2 separate regions of the Mus musculus genome follow, and region 2 is linked to region 1. Evidence: chromatin contacts called from public promoter capture Hi-C data. All regions are on one chromosome and are shown on one strand. Each heading gives the region's core, a stretch centred on a gene start, on an enhancer-like site or on the middle of the called end of the contact. The rest is flanking DNA. Distances are from core to core; before and after follow the strand shown. Region 1 holds the start of Prxl2a (peroxiredoxin like 2A). Region 2 overlaps Tspan14 (tetraspanin 14).

Region 1 (3,926 bases), core at 452-2,951:
CTTAGACCTTTTCTCTTTCATGAACCTCCCCAGTATATCTGGGTGCTATTCCAGGACCAGGCTCTGGGATCCCAGCAGGGAAACAAAGATGCATATACTATGGCTCAGGAAAGCTCCCTCAACAGACTCTCTGAGTTGAATCCTGCCATATATTTATATGGAATGTGAGGTTGGAGGAAGATCTGGAAAGCCTTTGGATACTAGGTGTTTCCCAGGTGAACAGGGTTGGGGGAACACTGCTCAGAGATGACCGACCATCTCCTGGGTTTGGGATATGGCTCAGCAGGTAAAAGCACTGATTTCAAACCCTTGGTATCAGTAAAAATCCAGACTGATTGCAAGAGTACAGGCTTGGAATCTCAGGGCCTTGGTGGGCAGAAATAGAAGGCTCCCTGCAGCTTGCTGCCTACCAGCCTAGCTCCAGGTTCTGAGTATCAGAAGTACATCATTCCGATCTATCAGGAGGCACAAGGACTCTGCTCTTTCCCAGCTGTCAGATAACGCGTATTTGTCTCTGTTTACCATAGGGTGGAAAGTTAGTTGACTGCTGGAATAGCTAATTTTATGTCAACCTGACACAAGCTGGAGTCTGGAGAGGAGGGACTGAGAAAACGCCTTCATAAAATCAGAATGTAGGCAAGCCACCAAGCAGCACCCTTCCACAGTCTGTTTATCAGCTCTGTTGCCAGGTTTCTGCCCTGTTTGAGTTCCTACCCTACTTCCTTCAGAGATGGGCTATGATGTGGAAGTGTAAGCCAAATAAGCCCTTTCCTCTCCAATTGGTTTTTGCTCGTGGTATTTCATCATAACAATAATAACCCTAATTAGGGCAGCTCCTGACTACCTACATAACAGGAAAGCAGGGCGGGGTCTCCATCCCCATCCCCCACCCCACCCCCTTTTAACTTTTTGTCTAGGGTAACACACAGTTCTACAAGATAGTAAAATAAAAACTGTCTTACCCTCCTTAGTCTCTTGAATTTGTTATTACATAGCAAGAGTCTTGCTTCTTACAGTGAGAAACATGAGGGGAAGGTAAAGATGTACTAGGACAGCCTAGTCCTCTGGCCAGGTGTCAAGTCCCACACAGGTGGATACCCCCAATGCACACAGGACAGATGACCACTTCTGACCAGCGTGCCTGTCTGGCTGCTGTAATACTTCTTTGCAAACTGCTCTGTGATCTCTTTCTGACTGTCTCCCACTCCCCCACCTTTAACTATTCTGTGAGTTAATCCTGTTTCTTTTGACTACAGCTTTGATACGACAGTAATGAACACTTATTACAGGAGTGAGAAAAATGGGTAAAAGCCAGGCATGGCGGTGCACGCCTGTGATCCCAGCCCCTGGGGAACTGTGGCAGGAGGATGAACAATTCCAGACCAGTCTGAGCTACATTAAGCAACCAACCACGTTAGAGTATTAAGACAAGCCTGTCACAGGGTTGCTCAAAGAAGCTAGAGGAGCTGGTATTATCCTTAGAGCCAGTTCTCAGCTGGTTTTCTTCATTCTAATAACCAGCATTTGGGGGTGAAGATGGACGCTGGGACATCTACCCCACAAAGCCACGCTAGTTCCAAACTAGCTCCGTGGAAATCAGCGAGCAAAGAAGTGCCCGAAGGCGACCCAGTTCTACCCAGTCCCCAGTCTGGAGCTGCGGGGGCGTGTCTGTCACGTGAAAGTGGCGTGGTGGCGTAGGCGCTGAGCTGCGCAGGCGCGGGGAGACCTTAGTCTCACCCGCCCTCAAAACTGCACTACAACCGAGGAGGCACCTGCGTCCGCTGGCGCAGCTCAGGGGCCAGTGAGGTCCACGGAGGCGGGGTCCTTGGGGCGCAGGTGAGGATCGAGGCAGGCCAGGGACCGCGGAGACTAGATGCTGGATAGAGGATGTGACCCGATCCTCTCCAGGTACCGCTCTCCGATGTGCCCTCAGCCCACCACAGCGATCAGGACAGACTCCACGCTTGGGGCCCAGAGACCCCTGTCCCGGAATGGCGCTGGCGGCACCCAGCAGTCTGAATCGTTGGGACAGAGGACAGAAAAACTCTTGCCCACCCAGATGTTTGAATTGTTGGGACAGAGAACTGAAGGAAAAAAAAAAAAAAACAAAAACGTTTGCCCACCTCTCAGGAAGGGGCATCCACCCAACATGGGCTAGGCTGAAGGCTGCCAGGGGTGGCCGTGGCTATCCAGTTTCGGTATTGGGGTGTCCTGTGAGGAAGTCTCTGAGATACCTGCTCCTCCTTCTCTTCTAAGGGTTACAAACCTTTGCCTTAGAAAGCTCCGTTGTAAATTTCAAACCGCTGCTGAGGTGTGGTAATGAGATAATCAGAGCTCCAGGACAGCCCATCCTCCGAATTGTTAGGTTGTTGGAGTTGGTGAAAATGGCCCAAGGGAGAGCAAAGTTAAGGTCCAACCTGGCAGGGTTTGCATGGGAAGGTGACAATCCGAGTCTCGCTGCCACCGTGCCTCCAATGTTTTCACAGCCCTGTTACCTAGATTTTTGGTTTTATTTTTACTTCAACATTTCTTGTCTTGGAACTTGGTAAATGATTTATGTGAAAAGAAAATACTCATTGGATGTTTTGTTTCGAGACAGGGTTTCTCTGTGTACCTCTGGCTATCCTGGAACTCATTCTGTAGACCAGGCTGGCCCCAAACCCAGAAATCCTCCTGCTTGTCATGGAGCCCTGCTAATAGAATCTGGGTCCTCACAAGATACTCATCAGAAAATCCTTTGTTTCAAATATTTGGGGTGATCAATGAGTAATCCAGAAATAAGTAAGAATTTAACATCTCTGGCAGTCTTTGCAAAGAGCTTATAGCATCTTCAGTGATTCATCTCTGTAGAAGGTGATTAGGAAATTGTTCCCATTTTGCTAATGTGAAACATGGCTGGTCCAGGCTCATGCAACTTGGTTCTTCTCGTCCGACCTTTCCTTGGTGTCCTTCCTTATAAGGGATGGCATTTACCTGAGACCCTTTGTGTTGTCCCTGAAGGGGTACAAAGCACTCTACCCCACCTCTTTCCCCTTTTCTTCTTGAGGGGGTGGGCCTTATGTAGTTCAGGGTAGCTTTGAATTTCCCGGAGGCTTTCTTTGAATTTGCAGTCCCCCTGTCTCTGCCTCCTGATTGCTGGGATTGCAATGATCATTTCAAGCTTGTGTGGCACCAGAAGGTTTGTTTGGTGAGGTCTGGAATTTTAAGGTGCATACGATTTCATTAGTATCCCAGATTAAAAGCAACTCTCCTGCTAGTTGGCTATCTGCTTCTTTGAAATGCTAAGCTCAGAGTCTGCTTGGACAGAGTCTTAATGTGGCAGGACCTGTCCAGCGTTGCTGTGGAAGAAGCCAGCCTCACCCATGAGCTCTTTGGCCCTTGCCAAGGCAGATTGAAGTTGAGCAGTAACCTTTGCCTTTGGCACTACCAGGAGCAGTTGTGGGAGAGCCAAAGAGTTAACTCAGAGTATGTGCTGTGGAGAATGTGGACGTAAGGCAGGACTCCCCCGGGCCTGGAACTTTCACCCAGAAAGCTGACTTGCAGTAACACTGCTGGAGAAATTGTTCTATTCTTTTTTGTTGTTGTTGTTGTTGTCTGTTTTACCTTCCTAGGACAGTGAGTGAGTTCATCTGAACCCTGCAAAAGATAAAGACCACCCAGTGAGGTGGCCTATGCCTAAAATTGCAGCACTAAGGAGGCTGAGGTAGGAAGGTGGCAAGTTCTAGGCTATCCTAGGCCTTTCCTTTTTAAAAAAGGAAAAAGAATAAAGAAAATGAAAACCATAACGAAGCATTTCCAGTTTCCTAGAGCGCTGCTGTGTTTCATGTTGGTCTTCTCCAACACGTGCCACCACTGGATGCAGCTTGATTTTTAGAAGATCTTATGGTGATAAGCAAGAAAACGGTCTCTGGGGGCCAGAATGAGAG
Region 2 (3,972 bases), core at 1,330-3,829, 98 kb after region 1:
TCACCACTGATGTGAAAACTGGAGTACAATGTCCCAGTGACCTGCAAACAGCAACCATGCATAACAGCGCCACCATGTGGCTGTATTTGGCACTGCAGCAGACTTGACCTGGATGAGCCCTGAATCCTAGAGCTGGTTACACAGCTGCCTAGCCTGACAGCTCTTTTCTCTTTGAGTACCACAGAATCTATCTGTCCTTTGTAGATGCCACTAGGCACTTATAACTATATGTATTTTAAAATTTTTACTGATTTTTTTTGGGGGGGTGGGGGTGGGGTGGGGTATGTATATGCTTAGTAGAAGTAAAAAACAACCTACCTAGGTTTGGTGTTCTCCTTCCACCATGTGGGTCCTGGGGATTAAACTCGGGTTGCCAGGCAAGGCAGCAAGTGCCTTCACCTGTTGAGAGCCATCTCACCAGCCCCTGACTATACGTGTTTAAATAAAAGTGATAAACCAATTCTTGTTGTCCCTAGCCTCTTTCCAAGTGTTTTTATTACACGTACAGCCAATGATTCTCTTTGGGTGGTGCTAACAGGATCATAGACACGTTTATGGGCAACACTCTCTCATCATCTACCCTTGCTGGGTCGGTTTCCTCAAAAATGTTCATTGTGAAGCTGCTTGTAGCCAGTTGGGCCGTGGCCTAGGACTCCCCTTCTCTGAGGCCTGGCCAAGGCACCTCGAAGGCCACTGAGGAAGCTGGGTCTGTGCTCACAGGAGCCCCCAGCCTCGGTATGAACCAGGAACTTCATGTAGACTGTCTAAGAGCTGTAGTGGACAAGGACTGTATACTCAGGGGCCCCAGGGAGTGGGCAGGAACACACTCTGGCCTGGCTCTTGATGACAGAGCTGAGCTGTGTGAAGCAGACCCCTGGCTTCAGCAGCTGGCTGACATAACTTGCCCCTAGGGCCTTGACTCCATTCTAAGGACACTGCTACCTTTTATCCTCTGCTTCTCTCAGGGTGTGCTGTCCGACCTCACCAAGGTGACCCGGTTGCATGGAATCGACCCCGTCGTGCTGGTCTTGATGGTGGGCGTGGTGATGTTCACACTGGGATTCGCAGGCTGTGTCGGGGCCCTCCGAGAGAACATCTGCCTGCTCAAGTTTGTAAGTGATGCTGCAGTGGGACGCAGTCTATGTATACTAGAGATACCAATACCGGCTCACGTCTGTTTTCTGGCCGCACAAGGAGGGAACAGTTCTTTGAACGTGCTGCCTCGCTAAGAAGGAAGATTTTAAGGAGAAAAGCCCAGCTGATGGTTCCTCACTAGGGAAGTGGGGTCTCCTGGAGTTGCCAGCTAATTGCGGGGGGGGGGGTGTTGGGGGGGTGGGGGGTGGGAGGGGGGGTGGGGGTTCTGCTCACCTCCTTGGCTCTATGGCTCTCCTGAGAAGTTCTAAAGGAATTGTTTATCTGCTGTTCACCTTTGTCCTTCCTGGCTAAGATCAAACGATGTGGCCAATGGCTTTAAGAAATCCTTTCCCTCCTCCTGCGTGTGAATCTGTTGGCTGTGCAGTGTAGTTCTTAATTTTCTGGCAGAATCACGAATTACTAAGAGTTTAGTTTTATATTTAGATACAACTTCATATTTAAATGTATTCAGTTAAAATTAAATAGCACCTGGTGAGGAAAACACTTTTGTTTTCTTTATGGTCTATTATTTGTTGAGCTTATTAGGTCAGTCTTTCTTCATTTGGAAAGCAAAGCACACACTCCTCCCTAGATCGCCCCCTCCTTAATAATCCTGTGTTTTGTATCTCCTTTCCACATGAGCAGGCTGTGCGCACTGGCGCATGCTTGCGGCTCTTATCTGGTTTTCTTGGGAAGCTTCCTTCACATTTCCAAGCTGGGTCAAAGCTTCAAGGCTCCCGATAGCAGCATGTCACCATGACCTAGAGAGGTCTGTATGTAGCTGACAGTCCTGCTTGCCCAAGATAGCACTGATCCCTCCAGCGTGGTAATGAACTCTGCAGGGATCTTAGGTGTCCTGTGTAAGTTGTTTCAGACAAGCTCTATGTCCAAGTCTTAGTTTCCACATCCGTAAAGTGGGAGTGAAAGACTCGATGTCTAGGATGGTTGAGTGGAGGGTGGGGCAGACAGTGCCTGGGTAGGGCTCTACACGGAAAACAACTGACTTCTTTCTCATCAGGTGGAGGTGGGGGAGGGCTACCTCCTAGGCAGTGATGGCTCAGAGCTTTGTCCTTCCTCCTCACTTCTCTCAGCTACCAGCTGTGCCATATGTGCACGGGTAGTGGTGAGTCCCATGTACCGAGGAGGTGGCGTGCTGCAGTAGGTGGTCCGCTGCGTCTGAGCGTCTGCCAGGCTGGGGATGCTGACTACCTTTCTCCTTTGCCCTCGCAGTTCTGTGGGGCCATTGTGCTCATCTTCTTCCTGGAACTGGCCGTGGCCGTGTTGGCCTTTTTATTCCAAGACTGGGTGAGAGACCGGTTCCGGGAATTCTTCGAGAGCAACATCAAGTCCTATCGGGATGACATCGACCTGCAGAACCTCATTGACTCCCTTCAGAAAGCTGTAAGCTCTGCCCCCGCCCAACAGGCCTCCTGCTAGAGCACGCCCTTCCCACCTCTGCTTAGTCTCGGATGCCCTGCAGCTGAGATGGCTTTTCTGCCACAACATGGCAGGGAGGTATGGAGCATGCCCCAGCCTCTGGTCAGCCTCTGGTCAGCATCGCTGTGCTCAGCTGCTGGCATGGCAGTTCGGGGTCCCTCTCAGCCTGCGTTTTGGATTGGCCAGACAACTTTATCTCCCATTCCTTCCTTTTGGGTCCAGTCTTCCCTAGCCTTTCATGATAGCCATGTTGCTAGTCAGAGACCTCCCCAGGACCTTGGCCCTGTGGATATAGAGGGGATACAGAGGACAGAGCTCCTCCCCCTAGGACAGTGACTCACTGTAGAGCTATTCCTGTATTCTTCCTCTCTGGGACCTTTTCTCCTTCCTGTTTGAGAAGAACAGACTGCCTTGGGGAAGCCTTCTCCATGGAGGGATGTGACCTCTCTGGAACTTTCCCCAGGGAGCTGACTAAGCAGGCTTCGGCTGTGTCCCTCAGCCTTCCTGCCCCTTCCCCTTGCTTGCAGCTGCACCTGGAAACTTGAATCTCTGGTTGCTCCAGCTCCTGGGGCGAACCACTCCCTGGCACTGTGGCCTGTTTGATCTGCCTCTCCCAGAAGCCCGGCTTCTGAAATGTCTTTTCCAAGGAACACTTGGTTCCAAAGAGAAAATAAACCAGCAAGCACTAAAAATAACTGACCCACTATTATTAACCAAAACTTGTTTACCCTGTTGCATGTAGCATGGGGGTCCAGGAAAATCTGTTTACATAAGCAGAGAGACTCCTGTGCGTTGTTACTGACTCGGGAGACTCCCTAATCCTAGTGACCTCGCTACGCCTTGTCTGTTCAGTTCTTTCTTCTCTTTTGTGTTCAAATGGCCTTGGGTCTGCTAGTTTCTCGAACTTTCCCCTGCTCTTTCCTAAGAGAAGTCATCCCTGCCACCGGTCTGTCCCAGTCTGTTTTGAGACAGGTGAGACAGGATCTTGTTATGTAGCTTAGGCTGCCCTCAAGCTTGCAGGCCTCAACCTCCGGATTATTGGAATTGGAGGAATGTGCTCTACCGTGCCCAGCTTCCTATCTTCTAAAATGTAAGAGGCACCCACTTAGTTCTAGGGCTTGTGATAAAACATTAGGTGGTCATTAAGTCATTAAAGCATCCTGCATAGTGGAGGAGTAGGAATGGCGAAGATTGGATTTCCACTGGAAAGTTGGGTGTGAGGGAGGCAGAGATCCTGCTGGCCTTTGTTTTGGCGGCAGAGGTCATAGATCTCTGGTGAGTGATTCTGTCACATTGATGATGTTCTTAGTGTGCTGGGTGCCGCACACTTGTAGGCCGATAAGGGCTTTTGTCAGCTGCACTAGGTAATGAGGAGTGGAGGGTGGGACTCCTGGTCAAGTC

The links. Promoter capture Hi-C pulls out the DNA fragments that hold promoters and counts their contacts.
Region 2: a contact with region 1 is called in a promoter capture Hi-C map of embryonic stem cells, with 2.6 times the contacts expected there. The contact joins the enhancer-like site here to the promoter of Prxl2a in region 1. A contact is called at or near these places in 23 of 39 promoter capture datasets (the 3T3-L1 cell line, 3T3-L1-derived adipocytes, the C10 cell line and 14 more), 34 of 484 Hi-C or Micro-C datasets (B cells, CD4 T cells, the CH12 cell line and 24 more), 16 of 115 datasets of contacts at active chromatin or transcription factors (the 230-238 cell line, bone marrow-derived macrophages, effector CD8 T cells and 8 more) and 4 of 9 other capture datasets (adipose tissue, embryonic stem cells, liver and 1 more).

What each region holds. Positions count from the first base shown.
Region 1 is chr14:41,011,608-41,015,533 of GRCm38.p6, reverse strand. It overlaps Prxl2a (peroxiredoxin like 2A), which reads left to right and starts at 1,701. Exons shown (of 6, transcript NM_027464.4): 1 at 1,701-1,836.
Region 2 is chr14:40,913,943-40,917,914 of GRCm38.p6, reverse strand. Tspan14 (tetraspanin 14) reads left to right here. Exons shown (of 9, transcript NM_145928.2): 4 at 966-1,112; 5 at 2,365-2,535. Among named protein-coding and RNA genes, the nearest start is that of Sh2d4b, 23 kb to the right of the region's middle. Within about 2 kb of position 2,579, at least 51 of the 459 cell types and tissues checked have an H3K27ac peak or open chromatin away from gene starts, as enhancers often do. A contact at or near this core is called in bone marrow-derived macrophages, embryonic stem cells, kidney and 1 more, where this site is marked.